Linked DNA regions of Gossypium hirsutum: region 2 is linked to region 1. A link is a contact called in public Hi-C data. All regions are on one chromosome and are shown on one strand. The core of a region is the stretch at or near the end of the contact, and the rest is flanking DNA. Distances in the headings are between cores, read along the strand shown. Region 1 holds the start of LOC107951036 (cytochrome P450 81C13). Region 2 has its middle 53 kb from the start of LOC107951038.

Evidence for each region. Hi-C and Micro-C count contacts between places; a contact is called where the count stands out from the background.
Region 2: a contact with region 1 is called in a Hi-C map of leaf, with 2.5 times the contacts expected there. The contact joins the enhancer-like site here to the promoter of LOC107951036 in region 1. A contact is called at or near these places in 3 of 34 Hi-C or Micro-C datasets (leaf and petal).

Annotation. Positions count from the first base shown.
Region 1 is chrA02:21,412,464-21,415,066 of Gossypium_hirsutum_v2.1, reverse strand. LOC107951036 (cytochrome P450 81C13) reads right to left here and starts at 1,317. Exons shown (of 2, transcript XM_016885925.2): 1 at 47-1,317. The coding sequence starts at 943.
Region 2 is chrA02:21,700,422-21,703,024 of Gossypium_hirsutum_v2.1, reverse strand. No RefSeq gene overlaps it. Among protein-coding and RNA genes, the nearest start is that of LOC107951038, 53 kb to the left of the region's middle. Within about 2 kb of position 1,279, at least 3 of the 9 cell types and tissues checked have an H3K27ac peak or open chromatin away from gene starts, as enhancers often do. A contact at or near this core is called in leaf, where this site is marked.

The DNA.
Region 1 (2,603 bases), core at 68-2,567:
TAGAAACAAGTTGATATAGAAGACTGGAAAGCAAATTGCAACCTACCAAAACCATGGTCTTGATGACTTGATCGGAACAGAAGTCAGGGTCGTCTTGTTTAAGAGACAGAAGCCTTTCAATCAGCGAAATATTCTTCTTACTTTTATTTAATCTTATCCCATCTACTAAATTCTCAAGGTATTCATCTCTTCTCCTATGTATTTCTTTCAATTTCTTTTCAATCCCTAGGAAACCAATCCACCTCAAAACTGGGAAGAAATCACATATGTTGGTCCCTAGGCTCGGAAAAAACAAGCTCTTAAATTCCGTGAAGAACATCTTTTCTGCCTCCACTTCCTTAGGATCCTCGACCCCACGTTTTCCGGCCACCGTCCTCCACATAACATTCGTCATCAAGAGACAAAACAAGTACTTCAAGTCCACCTTTTGGGTGCCGTTGCCTGATGAGACCTCAAACAAGCGACGAACAAAGTCCGCAACTTCTTCTTCACGTATGGAAGAAAACTTTTCAACGCTGTTAGAACAGAAGATCTCAACAGCGCTGAGACGGCGATGGTTCCGCCAAAGTGATCCGTAAGGAGTCCAAACGAAAGTAGTGTAGTTGTACGTCATAAGATCCCCAGCCATAGTCCGAGGCCGGTTTGCAAATATTATATCATTCTTGTTCAAGCATTCTTCAACAGCAGAAGGAGAAGAAAGAACAAGGACATGTCTGCAACCGAATTTGAGATATAAAACAGGGCCATATTTGGATAATAACGTGGTCAGTGATTGGTAAAGTGGGTTTTTGATGAGGTGAAGGTGGCCAATAATTGGCAGAGAAAAGGGACTGGGAGGCAAATTTTTGGTTTTATGAGTCAAAAGTTTGATGGTGAGAAGAATGAATAAGATGATTACAAGGTAATGGTACAGGTTTTCCATGGAAACAAACAGGAAAACCATATGAAGAACGCTTTGTTTAGAGACAATGACTGAAGAAAGAGGGTGAGGCCCTGAAATTATATAGCATCAAATTCTTGAGTAGATAGACATAGTGTAGGCTCTTCTTTTTCCAAAATGACTAAAAACAAATCACTATTGGCTTAAATAAAAAAAATCATGGCCTGCATATTATAGCATCAAATTCTTGAGTAGATAGACATAGTGCGGTTAGACCCAGAACCACCCAAATGATGACTCATTTATTGCATTTTACAAAAATAATAATATTTCTTGGGTGCTACTATTGGAATAGACTGCGATAATATGTATTTTTTTAAATAGTCGTAAGAGATATGAATATTTAAGGAGAGAAAAAAATTATTTTAATAAGTGTCACCGATTTCATCTCGCATGTATTTTTTAAAATAGTCGTAAAAAATATGGATATTTAAGGAGAGAAAAAATAATTTAATAGGTGGCTCCGATTTCTCAAGCAACGCAAAAAAAATTTTACAAGAAAATTTTTATTTTGTCATATTGGAAAAAATTTTATTTTCTCATTCTTTAATTTTTTATCTAATCCCTTAAGAATTATAGTTGCATTTAAACACCTCTATCTCACCATTAATCTTCATGGTTAATGCAACAACCTAGTTTTAGTTAAATCGGAGCAGTGGTTTCGGAACACAAATCCGAAGTTGTAAAATTATTTTTATATTATTTTGTGTGTTTACAGCATGTGAATTTATATGTGTGAAAATTTAGTATTTTAGTTTTATCGATTGGTTGCTTAATTTGATAAAAGGACTTAATCGCGTAAAATATAAAAGTAGCATATTATATGTTAAAGTGCTTAACTGCTTTAATTAATTAAAAGTGAAGTCCTTATGTGGTTATTTGACCATTAAACAATGGAGTGGACGGTTATGGGCTTATGTTATATGGTTTTCAAATTAATTTATAAAGGTTAAAATGGTAAATAGTATATTAATATGTAATAAATAAAACAAAACATAAAACATCATGCATGTTCATCTTTTATGGCCTAATGTGAGAAGAAAAGAATCCATTGTTGAAGCTTTTAAGTTCGGCACCTAGGGAGCTTGATTTAGGTATGTTGTTTGCTCGGTTTTTGATAATTTTTATATTTTTGAGATCGTTGCTTCGTCTTTTAGCTAGCCCATGCCTTAATTTTTGGATTGGTTGATGAACTCATGAAATGTCATTGATGAATAATTAAGCTTTTTGTTGTTTGATGATGGTTTATAAGAGTTTGATGTTAGATTATTATGTTTAATTAAGTGATTTTTTTTATAAAAATGCTTATTATGGATTAAATTGTGAAATTGAAACATTTAGGGGTCTAAATGTGAAATAAATTGAATTAATCGGCTGCTAGGGACCTAGGGAAAATTCAACCTAACATGAGCATGTTGAAATTTTGTGTATTTTGAGTTGTTTTGAAATAGGGATTAAATTAAGAAAATGTGAAATATTAGGGGCTAAAGTGAAAAATGCCTATTTATGTGTTTTTGGATGAAATTAAATGAACATGTAATTAAATAAGTTAAATTTGAATTTATTTAGATCAAGAAAGGAAGAAACCAGATTTGGATAGGGGGAAGTCGAAAGTTGTTGAATAGTCGTTCCGATCCGTTCGTTTCCGTACAAGGTAAGTTCA
Region 2 (2,603 bases), core at 30-2,529, 290 kb before region 1:
CAAAAGAAAAGCCAATGGCAGTCAATAAGTGTTTGTGACATAGTTGGGGGTACAGTGGTCCTATTCTTACCTGCAAAATTTAGGCTGAATTTCAACCCTAGTTGGCAGTGGAGTCTTATGGGATTACCGTTAAAAGCCAATACAAGCTATATGTCAATGAAATTTAGGCCTCAACTACCCCTCTATATGGGCAGAAAGAAAGGACCATTGGTAGATTTTTTTTTCTTGGTTTAGGGCATTAGGGGGTCAATACTGCCACCCAAGTCATTTAATATTGGCGGCAAAAACCAACCAATCTCTGGGTCTAATTTGGCAAAACCCACAGTGTGCAACCCTACCCTATCTCTTATGTTCAGAGGAGACTGGAATTGATGTTGGAGTTGAATGTAATGATAAGGGTATGAACATCATTCTATTTTGGTTGCATTTGAACCAATGGATAACAACTTCTAAATATCCATCCAACTTATATAACATTAATGCCCAACATCTCAATGTATCTCACTATCTCCTATCTGTTTCCATTTACTCATTCTCACTTGAGTTTATCATAATTGATATTAAAAAATTAAAAATAAATAAATAAATGAGACTAATGACAATTTCATAAGTTAAAAAACCTCCATCGCGTATACACTATAAAAAAAAGTAATAGTTTAGGAAGAGTTAAAATTGATTGTATGGATCATTTTGGCAATCATCTCACCTTTTAAATTTTGTATAATATTTCAGGTTGAACTCGTGAGCATATTATGTCTACAAGTTTAGGTTATTCTCGTTTAAAAGAAGTATTACATTTTATGTACTAATAAATATTTACTATTTATTTTACAAGCTGACACCAAGGATCTCAGAGCACCACCCAAATAATTTTGATAATAAAAATAAATATTTTATGTTTAAAATAGTGAAAATAACTTAATATATTAAAATATATCATATAAAAGTTATTGATTTTTTTATTTACTTGAAAATTTATTATTCTTTAAAAATATTTATGAAAATAATTTTAAAACTTTGTCAAATAAAATTCAAAAGCTGTAAAAAAACTCATTTTACTAAAATAAAATTAAAAATACAAAACAAGAAAAGGTTAATATGAGACAAGTGAGAATCAAACCAAACTAAATTATAATAAACTATTGGAAAAATTCCAAAAACCTCACTTAGGCGAGTTGTGTGGGCGGGTAACCAAGTCCAAGAGATTTGGGTCTACACATATAGTGTGATAGTTGGTGCACGTTAATGTTAGCCATTTGCAACAATTGATGGGCCTAAAAGAAATTATAGTCAAACCAAGTTTTGCTTTAACATTTCTAAATTCTCTCTTCAGCCGAAAGTCCCCATCTACTTTCTCCTAAATGAATTTTGGGGTCTATGCTCTATGGGCTATAGCATAAGTTGCACCTTTACCCCTAATCCATGGTTATTGGTTAATCCATTCAACTTTTTTGAAGTTTCAAAGGCTTTATGAAAGACGTTAAATGGCATTTTTCTTTTGAACAAATGTTAATTGACATTTCAAAGTTGGAAATAAGTACTCTACTTGAGTAATTTTTAAGTGGTTGTATCATTTTCCGAAGAAAAATGGAAAATTAACCCGAATTAGGTTACTTGGGTTTATGAAATATAAATTTAAAAATGACAATTGCTTGAAGTTTAATCGAATTCTATTCTTTATTATATAAATATAAATATTTTATATTTAAAATAGTGAAAATGATTTAAAAGTTCTTGAAAATTTATTGTCTTTTAAAAATTTTTATGAATTTTTTGAAATTTTGTCAAATAACATTAAAATAAAGGCAAAGACAAAGTTCATTTTGTCAATATAAGTCTAAAAATCCAAAACAAATAATTAATATGGTAAACTAAAAATTGAACCAAACCAAACCGTATTATAATGGATAGTTCAAAAAATCCAAAAAATCTAACCAAACGGAACTAATATTACCCCTAATTGATAGTGCATAATTTTTTTTACTTGACACAAATTGATACTTAAACTATACTTTTTTTCCATTTGGGTACTTAAACCCTTTTTTGGTCATAAGCGATCCCTAAACTATTTTCCCCCCCAATTTGATACCTTGGTACCTAAATTATGTTTTTTTTTCTTCTCATTTTGATACCTAAATATTTTTTTGTCACAAGTAGTACCTAAACTATTATTTTGTTACTCATTTTACACCAAAATGTTATATTCGTTAAAAAATTTCAATGAATAAACTTAAAAAATATTTTTAATTATTTGATTTCACTTTTTTTTCTTTTACATTATTTTTTCTTTTTTTTTCTTATTTTTCCTTTTGTTTTCCTTTCTTCTTCTTTTATAATGTTTGGAAATACCAACAATACTCAAAATTTGACCTCTCAAGGTCAGTGATTAATTCTATTTTCAAACTTCACCGCTTGCATGCTCAACCTGACAAGACCGAAAAAAGTTATTTCATCAATCAAAATTAGCATTTTAGAACCAAACTGAATCAGTCGATCAAGGTACTAGTTCGAAGATAAGGGATGAATTGATACAGGTTGGTTAAACCGATTTTCTTCATTTTTAATTTTTTTTTGTTTTTATGGTTTTTCAGTATTTGATCAAA